Regions from separate parts of the Zea mays genome. Here region 2 is linked to region 1. The links are chromatin contacts, called in public Hi-C maps. All regions are on one chromosome and are shown on one strand. The core of a region is the stretch at or near the end of the contact, and the rest is flanking DNA. Distances in the headings are between cores, read along the strand shown. Region 1 holds the start of LOC542420 (calmodulin). Region 2 holds the start of LOC100283207 (guanylate kinase).

Region 1 (5,497 bases), core at 2,162-4,661:
CGGGCGACGACGAGCGCGGCAGGGTCGCGGCCGCGCTGGAGCGTGCCATCGTGCAGGACCTGGTGGGCGACCTCGTTGCCGAGATGATGCAGCAGCAGCAGGCGCAGGCCGGGCACGGGGCCGGCGGCGGCGGGTGCAGGAAGAGACTGTGCTTCTGATGCTGTGAATTCGGCATGTGCTTTTTTTTTCTTCTTCCTTGTTTTTTGTTTCTTTTGTCGCGTGGCGTCGCATCGCATGTGCTTGAATTTGGCAGGTCAAGGTCTCTGAGCTGTGAGGAATTAATAACTGGCTCTGCTGCTGTGGCTGCGCCATAGATGTCAGTAGTCGCGGGTACAGCTCGCCTGGGTAGCTACCCCCACCTGACTGACGATCGTGGTAGTATTAAAAGAACGGATTCGCCGCGGCGTCAGTTGTAGGTGGAGTAATAACAATCAATATGAAAGTGATGAGAAGCAACTGCCAAGTACGCTGGCGGGCTCACTTGGATTCAACTCTGATAGGTACTGTGAGTAGCACTGTGGTATATTAATGACAGCAATGATGGATCTGTGGGTATATTAGCATCCATATTTGGCATGAAGGAAAAAAAAGGTTGCTAGTCAACATTTAAAAAAATATTGTAGCGTGCACACTAACACTTTAAGCGAGGTTTCTTGAACCATGCCTCGTTTTTTTGCTTGAATTTCAGCATAGTTTCTGTTGGAGCTCTGAAAATCGAAGGAGGGCAAACCGAGCGAGAGATGGGCAAGAACGATACTCGTAAAATGCGTGGGAGTTAGCGCGCACGCAGTGCAGGGCCGCAGGCGGGGAGGAGGACTAGAGAGGAGCCTAGGATAGGAAGCCAGCTGATTGAAAATTCTCTGTGCCTAGCCTACTCACAGCCACAGCTGATTGAAAATTCTCCGCCACCGCGCCAGGAGGCCTGTGGCGTTCGCAATAACTTTGGGCGCTGTCCTCCGATTCAGGGAGCGGTTTCTTTAACCGCGCCGCTGCTGCCAAAAAAAAGGCGCTGGCAGCGCGTGCGTGCGGTAGCGTTGTACTGACACAGGAGGAGGAACCGTCCAGACACAGTCTCGTCACCCGTCCAGACACGGTTCACGTAGAGGAACTGCCAAGTGACGCCACTGTGCTAGCGCCGGGCTACCAGCAGTTACTGCTGGCTGTGCCCGTTCGGTTCGGTTGTGTTGTGTTGTACTACAAGTCAATCGAATGATTGTTCGTTGCAGGCCAGCGGACGCAACGCATGCATGTAGGGCCGGGGTCGTCAGACAGAGAAAAGATCGAAGATGCTCGCAGCTGCTGGCGAACAAGTTGTGCCGGCACGGCTGGGCTGCACCAGTTGGTTGATGGTGTGCGTAGTGCGTACGTGGCTCCACGTACGTCGGCAAGACAGCAAAAGGAAAGATTAGAGCTGTGCCGTCATAGTAGATTACTACGGGGTTTTTGCTGCCGAGGAGGCGAGGACGTCACTAACGATCGCGGCAGCAGGTCTGACTTCCGGTCGCCATCGCCACGATCCTCGAGTCTGCGTAAAAGAAGACGCGATACTCTGACGCTGTGAGCTAGCAAAGGCCTCATGATATATATCGGTCTCTTTTGTCATTTTGGCAGCTTGCTAGCAAAAAGGCACGACCGGTCTAGGTCACCACCAGCCCATGGAAAAGAAATCGTAAGGAAAGACATGCTGCCCAGCCCGGTCCAGGAGTAGGGCATCTCTCCCGAGCTAGTTATCCGAGCCCATTGGGAACGCAGACGAAAGACATACCGGAACAGGGCCCACGTTTCACTTTGGCACAGGAAGGAAAGCTCCATAGCCGCCATTCTCACATGCATGCCACACCGGCCATAGGCACTGCGCACTCTCTCATGTCTCTCATCGAGTGACCGACATGATTGGCATCCCGAGGCAGCCTGGGCATTTGAACCTTGACCAGATCCCAAGCTTCCTCCTTCCCTCCCTGGCGCGCCCCGAGATGGAAATCCAATCGCAGGACTTTTTGCAAAGCTTGATTAAAAAGCAACAAGGCAAGTAGGCGGCGGGTGATGGTGCCAACTGCCAACAGCCATGGATGCCGCTACCCTGCTCACTCTCGCTGGCCAAAAGCGTCAAAGCGGGAAGCCTGCTTTTGAAGCTAATATCTGTGCCATTGTTGGTAGGTACTGGTACTGTACCCTACGAGAGCATCAAAACTGGAATGGAAAAGCAAAGAGTCCAACGAATCATGAATGGGCCTTTCTTTCCTCCATCCTACAGAGTACGTACTCCCTCCTTACAAAACATCTGGTTGGGCTCTAGTACGCGCTACAAGATGCGGCCGCAGCCCGCAGGCCCAGGACCTACGGGAGACGGTACGCGTGCGTAGCTGACGACGTGGCATCGGCGGGGAGCCGGCTCCGCGTCCGAACCGCGTCCGGGGTAATACGGTAATATCCGCCGCTTGGAAAACTGGAGCGTGCCGCCCCCTGTTTGGAAGTCATGGGCACTTTTGTTTATAGCTGGACGCCTGGGCCACATGGCGTCATATCTGCATTTTTCCAAAAAAAAAAAAAAATTACGAACCCACCCTTGCCGAGTTGACGTTCCTTCTGGTTGTGGGTATTTTTTTATAAACTACTCTCTCTGTATAAATAAAATTAATTTTAAAGAATATATATAAAGCAAACATAGTTCGATATATCCTGAATATACTTTCATAGTTTATTCTCTAATGATAGATGCTAATGCTTTCTCTACAATAATGGTAAATAACTTAACTTATGACAAACTAAAGATATGGAGTAAGTAGGGTTAAGGTTCAACCGCCCAAGGCATCGGTACAGGCCCCATGTCTTCCGGTTGAAACTAGTGCCAACATATATTTGAACTAAAGATCGCATTGCCAAGATCTCACTTGTCACAATTCACAGCTAGCAAGTCTCATATCCTGTAGCTTCCTTATATGCTACCCTGTTCCATGTATGTGCTAGTACGACGGAGATCACGATGGGACGATCCATGGCATTGATAGATCCGGCCACAACACAACATGCACGCACGCACGCATAATAAACCACGACGTCGACACCTCCCAAATGCTGGTGAACAAACAACAGCCAAGCCGTGCCCAACCGAAGTGTTGGACAAGCGAGCCAGGTCATCGCATCGCCGAAAGTTGTGCCTGGCGATAGAGCCAGCCCATGATGGTACGTCCCAATCAGTGACCGCGTCCAGCATATCGGGCCATCTCGCACACTGGCATCCCCTGTCAGTCCAGCCTGGGCCAAGGGGCACCACGCCACCACCACAGCCGGCAAGGGCAGTTCGGGGAATTCGCGGGGAAGGGAGGGCGTGGACGGCGGAACGGAGCGGACGGGCCGCCGGCCGCACGCGCATATAAAAATCCCGGTAAAATTCCCCCCCCACCCCCGACGCGACGCCTCAAATCGCTCCCTGCCTCTGGTCACCTCGCTTCCGCTCCCGGCTCCCCTCCGGCCACCCAGACATCGTCCGTTCGCTCGCCAAGAGACAGGACCGGAGACCATGGCGGACCAGCTCACCGACGACCAGATCGCCGAGTTCAAGGAGGCCTTCAGCCTCTTCGACAAGGACGGCGACGGTAAGCTGTTACGCCTCCCGCGTCTCCTTCCTTCGTTCCTTAGCTGTAGTTATTACTGCCTGCCTTGATCTGTATCTACCATGTTGTAGGCTCTCCTATTAGCTGTAGCTGCGCGAATTACCTTGTCTTGACTGCTCTTCACCTGACGTTAGAAACCCAACCCAGGGATTCCGCAAGCCGCATACCTGTTCGTGGCCGCTGTGCGTGAGCCTAAAATTTTGGCCGCGTAGAGCATGCGCCAGCGAGACTGTACGGGCGGTAAAACTTTAGTAGTGCTGTGCAACCAAGAGATGGTGATGCGGCGGCACGTCCCTGCTGCACGGCTGCTCGTGGGTGGGGGAGATCTCGTCTGATTGGGTCCGGGTCCGCGAAAAAGCGCCGCTGCGATCTAGATCGACGTGGTTGCTCGTCGCCGATCGATCCAGATGTGGTGAAGCAGTTAGGCCGAGATCCGGCCCCTTGCTGTCCCACGTGGACCGAGTCCGGCTGGGGCCGCTTTATTTGTAGGCAGTAGGTAGGCGTCAACCAGAACGTTCGTTTGTGGTCGGGGTTGGTTTGGTCGTGGCAGGCAGGAGGGGGCACACACGGACACACATGAGACTTCGGTATGGTTTGAATTGACACTGCATCACCTTTTTAGCTGGCATTATATGCTTATCTATGTCTATGAGCAGGGGTGAGAACTTTCTAGGGCTAGTTTGGAAACTTAAATCCCCTCGAATCCTGGAGGGGATTTAAGTTCTTAAACTAGCCCTACAGGGCAGAATTAACCGTGGAAGAAATTTTCCTCAGGTTATTAGTGTAGGCTGGGGCACGTATTGGCAAGGATCCGATAGCAGTGGAGAAAAAAATTGTCCATATTTTGTATAGACCTGACAGTGGCTTTGGGCATGCTCAGATTTTCATTCATGTTCTGGGGGTTTTGGTTATATCTCCATGGTTTGGGAACACGGGTGTAGGGAGTGGGAGATAATTGGAATTTTCCCACTCCCAATGTTGTCTTCTTGTTATAATTACCACTGTGCCTATGAATTATGGATCCAGCTGGGTCTATGAAATGTGAGCCTGATGGCAATTTTACAAACTTGTTTTTTGCTGGTGTCAAATATCAGAATCTCTTAGCGAGCGGTAGTAAAGCGTGGTTGCCACCTGCTGCTTGTCAGGAGTTTGGAAGTGCAGGGGAGGGCAGTTTGGAAGTCCTGGCTGCTTGTGTGGCGCCGGCCTGTGCTGCCTTTGCACTGTCCAGGTTGCCTATGGCGCAACATTGGTTGAGGTTCTACACTGACATTTTAGAGGCTTGGAGCATACTTAAAGATTAGGCCTCTTCTATATAAATAAAATTTTACTAATATACGCATACCTTTTTATCAGCAAAAAGGAGCATGATATCAAAAATGTATCAATTATTCATATAATATCTTAAAAGTTTCTTGTAATATTTTTTTATGAAGTCATAAATGCTGGTGTGATATCAACCCCGTCCAATAACAATATATAAAATTGCCAAACCCTTCGGTTGTTTTTGAGACATTGTAGACCTTAAATGATTCTGAAACAATTTCAGTTTCCTTTCAGCTCATGCCACAATCACATGCATGATAAATAAGATCCAATAAACAATAGATATGTTAGGCTAAGAATCCATGTTTTTTGACATACTAAAAAAATCTGCATAGATGACATTGATGTTTCTAGAAAAAACTATGTTTAGAACCCTTAACTCAAAAATTATATCATTTACCTCAACATCAAATGAACATGCAAAGAGAATGTTTCTGTAAATTTAGTAAATGGTAATGGTTGTGACGTGATGATTGTGATGTTATATGTTAGATTGTTATATGCATGGCGCTCAGTTTTTAGGTATGAAGTACACATGCAGTGGTTCCATTTAGTAAGGA
Region 2 (5,497 bases), core at 1,782-4,281, 320 kb after region 1:
GGACGCCACAACGTGGAGTAGGCAAGCGTTGGTCTTGGCCGAACCACGAGATAAACCACTGTGCCATCTTTGTGATTGATCTCTTGTGGTTATTGTGTTTTGTTGAGACTCCTCTCTAGCCACTTGGCGATTATTGTGCTAACACTTAACCAAGTTTTTGTGGCTTAAGTTTCAAGTTTCGCAGGATCACCTATTCACCCCCCCTCTAGGTGCTCTCAAGGCGGCGTTGTCTTCTTGTCAGGTCGGTCAGTGGAGCGGCGAAGTGACTGCGGTCACTTCGGCTCTGTCGACTGAAGAGCGCGCGTCAGGATAAGGTGTCAGATGATCCTTGCATTAAATGCTCCTGCGATACGGTCGGTCGGCGTGGCGATCTGGCCAAGGTTGCTTCTCGGCGAAGACTGGGCCTCGGGCGAGCCGAAGGTGTGTCCGTTGCTTGAGGGGGCCCTCGGGCGAGACGTGAATCCTCCGGGGTCGACTGCCCTTGCCCGAGGCTAGGCTCGGGCGAGGCGAGATCGTGTCCCTTGAGTGAACCGAGCCTTGACCTAAATCGCGCCCATCAGGCCTTTGCAGCTTTGTGCTGATGGGGGTTACCAGCTGAGATTAGGAATCTTGGGGGTACCCCTAATTATGGTCCCCGACACCCTGCTACGAGCATTGATCAGCAATAGTGCCGGTAGCGTAAGCCACCAAATACTAGATGTAGAGGGACGTTATGTCCGAACTAGTATAGATCTTGCGCCCACTACGTACACTGTCTGGAGCTCAGAACACGCACACAAATTTACTTGTCAGAGCAAGGTTCGAAACACCGACAATCCGTGCAGTACGCACCTATATCCGTCTACCCTGACAAGTAGAGGTTCTTACCTCTTGGCGTATCCGTGGGTAAATAAATAATTCCATACTCGCATTTATATTAGGTAAAACATGTCCAGTAATCGGGTTTCTAGTATCCATTTTGTCACTCTTTCTGAGGATCCTAAAGGTCCGATTGGCCTCGATGTCCCGAGGGCCACAGGGTCCCGAACGTATATAGGGCCTTTGGCCACCCAACGACCATATGGGAACTCGGATGTCCTAATAAAACCTATCCACTATGCGTCTCAAGTGGCCCTAGCCTCCCAACAGCCACAACCCTCCTTCGAATGTCCAATGGACATGAGGGCAAGGCGTTCTCAGGCATATTGAGAACTACATGGGCCATGGACGACATGTTAAAAGACACAGGCTCCTTGAGGTTGTGTGTAATAGATTGAGCATATGATTATGCAAAATACTATTTTGCGTTATAGATTAAACTGTTTGTAGAGTGTTGTTTAAAATAATAGGTAAAAATATGAAATGTGATAGATGAGCTACTGGAGATAGCACGGCGTTTCGAAAAGCCATGGGCCCTCGAACGTCCAAGAACCACTCCCACCAAATATTTCGAGAGTAATAGGGCTTTGGGGTGTCCCAAGGAGGCAAAAGGACCATAGCATTCGACCTTCTTTAATATGTTTTTTGATTATTTTTATTTAATTAAATTAAATATACTTGTATAAATCTAAAATTAGGTCTTCTTGTTTACTATATGGACATTAAGATAATTTTTATAAACAAAGAGTTCGAGAAGAATATCTCTATGAATTGGTCAGATAAGGTTGTAGCAAACAATAAAAATGCATGCTGTGTAAACTATTAAAGGATTTGTAAGATATAAAACAATCACCTAAGCAATGGCACTAAAGATTCGGCCAAACTTTAACATCTGCCGAATATGTGAATTTTTTTGTTTCAAACTTTATAACACGCTCATAAAAGATCAAGATATCGATATTTATGGAAAGAACTAGAGTAAAATCCTTCTTATACATATTTTCATTATTAACAAAAAAAACTTTCCTAAAAAATTTAAATTAGGTCTTATTTTCAGGCCTTTTGGCTTTTTCCCATAGGATCGTCACAAGTCTCTACTATATTGAAGCACCATTTTTTTCTGGTTTCATGGTTTTCACTGTCGTTGTGCCCCTCATTTAAATTATAAAAATGCTAAAATTATGAACAAATGAGGATTCAAAACATGGTTATTGACTTTAAATCCACATTGACACTCAACTAGCCAATAAAACACATTTGTATTTGTGTTTTATATTCTATACTTAAGTGTACGAGTACTTTGCTAGTAAGACTTATATTATCAACTAGTACAATGCATGTGTGTTGCGACGACACACAATCATATTCGACATTTATAAAAAAATAATATCAAAGTAAATGTATGATTCACATATTAGATATTAAACATATAAGAACAAATATTAAATTTTAACTTAGCCAAAAGACCGAAAACATATGAGTTAAAAAGACTAGTGAGGTGATAATATGCGAGAGCGCTATGTTGTGTGTAGCTTCTTATCATGTTGAGCTTAAATGATTTCTCATAACATATTTATAGTATAACATGATATTAATAGCCGAAGAACGAGGAAAAGGAAGAGATCTACACGCACCATACATGAAACATGTGCTTTTAAAGGAGTAGAGAAATACTCCCTCTCTCCCAAAATACAGTTCTTTCAAGCTATTTTTTTCCACCGTATTCGAATGAATGATAATAAATATAGACATACATACAAACTATACTCATATGTTAATTAATGAATATATATTTAGTTTAAAATAAATTATATTTAGAGGCGAAGTGAGTATAAAAAACTATTATTAAGTTTTATTAACTCTTAACGTACTTACTAACCATGATCATAACACCCGCGTGTTACATCAAATGGTTTCCAACGTAACAAATTCACGTTAGGAATGTCCTTGTACAAATAAATTAAATAAAACGATTGAAAAAAAGGAAAATACGGATAGTTAGACACATCTACACACTGCTGCTTAGATACGATTCTTATCTGCCGCATGCTAATATTCGCACTAGTTCTAGAGAACACGCAAAGCCATATTCAAATTCGCTAACAAAATTTAAAAAAAAAACGAATATACTTTGAGTCTTTGACCACCGTTCACGTTCACCTCGATCGTTTATCCCTTGAACATGCCAAATTTGCGGCAGACGCGCACCCAAAACCCCACAAACACCATTGGCCTTCGCCTTCGCCCATCCTTTCCTACTCCAATCTCCACAGACCACAGTCCACACCCTCCGGGCGCCGGCCTCCACATCTCCATTCTTGTCCCGGAACCATGTCGATGCTTCTCTCGCGAAGGTTCTCCTGCGCCCTCGCCCGCGCCCGCGCCCCGTCGCTCGTACGGGGCCGGCCCCTTCCTCCCTGCGCCGCCCGCACCACCCCTCCGGCTCCCAGCTCCCCGCCCCGCCGCCTCATGTCGTCCTCCTCCGCCGGGTGGCAGCACTCCTCGCACCGCCCCCCGCCGCCGCCGCCTCCTCCTCATCCCGGTGCTGACAAGGTATTGGGTCACATGCTTATATTATTGACAATTTTGCCCCTTGGATGGCCTAAGGCTGAATGCCTGAATCGCTATTTGAACTTTTTATTCATATTTAAATACCGGCAACGACTGCTGTGTAAGCAGCAGTGTTTTCTGATCGTCCGATTAATCGCGATTAATCGGCGATTAATCGACTGATCGTCATCACGCATCCGATAAGGAGTACCGACGCGATCAGGGCGATCAGAAACCTGATCGTCCGATTAGTCGACGACTAATCGCGATTAGTCGTCCGACTAGATCGCGGACGATCAGTTTGGCCTGCTTCGTTTTTCACTGTTCGTTACTTCATTTCGGCCCACTCACTGCCACTACAGCCCAGCGCCCCAGCCCACTGCAGCAGTACAGCCCAAGCCCACTCAGTCACTCACTGTCACATGAAAGATGAAAGCGAGCAGAGGCCAGGCCACGCACGCAGGCAGCACGGTCCCATTTCTTTCGTGCTACTTTTTCATTTTGGTTCTTTATATAACATGTATAATGTGTGGCTGTGGCATGGTAAGAGAGCAGGCTACATTGAGCCAATGAGCCTTGTCAGTTTAGTAGCATAACAGTAGCAGACTATTTTATTTCTAGGGTCTTTGCCTTTAAGCCTATACCCATTATTTCTAGTGTTTAGCTGAAGTGCTGAACTGCTGAATCTGAATGCTGAATGCTGAATTTCTGATGTCTGGACCTCTGGTCGGTTTTCCCAGCCCTGGACGATCAGGAGCTCTGATCAACCGATCAGAAGCCGATTAATCGGACTGATCGTTCGATTAATCGCTCTAATCGTTCTGATCGGTCCTCTGGCGATCAGAAGCTGATCGCCGATCTGAAAACATTGGTAAGCAGTCCTTAGCTGCAAAGAAGCTTCCTGATCCAGCCAAAGATGTAACTGTGGTTTGTTAAGGGTTTTTAAATGAAGTTACACAAGCATGTGGTAGAAGGGTTTTAGTGTTAAATGTGACATATGGTTGAATAATGATCTAACGGATGGAAAAGCTCGCTTGCACATAAGGTTTGCTTGCACAACCGTCGTAGTGTTAAATACCTCCTCTAAAAGATTGTTCCATCTGTGTCACCTCTAAATACACATAGTTATCAGATAATTAAACTTAAAAAGGTTAATTCGCAGTTAAAAGACTAATTAGTATTCCCTCCGTTCTTTTTTATTTGTCGCGTTTTAGTTCAAAAATGAACTAGCCGACGATAAATATTCGAGAACGGAGGTAGTAAAAGAGAAGATATTAGATCTCGAGGGGGAGGAGCCCCTCTCCCCCATGCAGAGGTCCCCCGAGGAGGAGGCGTTGGACGCCCTCAGGGCCTTGTCGTACACGCCAAAGGGGTCAGGGGGCACGGGGTGTGCCATTGGAATGGGTCTAAGTGCCTTCCGTCCTGTCTGTGCCACTGCAGGACCAGCTGTTCAGGGGGCTGGAGGCGGCGCTGGGCACCGCGTTCAGCTCCGAGCCGCTGGCGCCGCCACCGCAGCCTATGATCCTCGTCATCAGCGGGCCCAGCGGTGTCGGCAAGGACGCCGTCATCAAGGTGACACATCATCGGTCATCACAATCCCTAATCCCACTTACCTTTGCTGCAGGACATTGGTTTCTGATTGGCTTCACAATGCCGGGTGTGGGTTGTTCTGCAGAGGCTGCAGGAGGAGAGGGAAGGGATCCATTTCGTTGTCACCGCGACAAGCAGGGCGATGAGGCCAGGTGAAGTTGAAGGGAAAGACTATTACTTTGTCAGTAAGGAGGAATTTCTGACGATGATTGAGAGGGAGGAGTTGCTCGAGTATGCTCTTGTTTATGGGGAGTACAAGGGGATCCCCAAACAGCAGGTATTCTATCATGGTTATATCATTACCTATTTGCGTCAGAACAGTTTCTTACCTGCAGATTGGTGTGCATACACATGCTGGATAAGTTAAAATTTCAGAAAAAGCAATACCTAACAGTTAACGATTACCATATGCACTAACAATGGTTTACTTATGCGCTTACGATGTTATATGACTATTCAGCAGGAACAACTCAGTCTGCTGTAGTGCTGTATCATCGGG

Evidence for each region. A called contact is a pair of places that touch in the nucleus more often than the background predicts.
Region 2: a contact with region 1 is called in a Hi-C map of leaf, with 3 times the contacts expected there. The contact joins the promoter of LOC100283207 here to the promoter of LOC542420 in region 1. A contact is called at or near these places in 2 of 25 Hi-C or Micro-C datasets (leaf and tassel).

What each region holds. Positions count from the first base shown.
Region 1 is chr1:51,975,245-51,980,741 of Zm-B73-REFERENCE-NAM-5.0, forward strand. It overlaps LOC542420 (calmodulin), which reads left to right and starts at 3,412. Exons shown (of 2, transcript NM_001294152.1): 1 at 3,412-3,596. The coding sequence starts at 3,521. LOC100277702 reads left to right here. Exons shown (of 2, transcript NM_001151203.2): 2 at 1-487. The coding sequence ends at 158.
Region 2 is chr1:52,292,175-52,297,671 of Zm-B73-REFERENCE-NAM-5.0, forward strand. It overlaps LOC100283207 (guanylate kinase), which reads left to right and starts at 3,032. Exons shown (of 4, transcript NM_001371900.1): 1 at 3,032-3,411; 2 at 4,849-4,980; 3 at 5,084-5,275. The coding sequence starts at 3,190.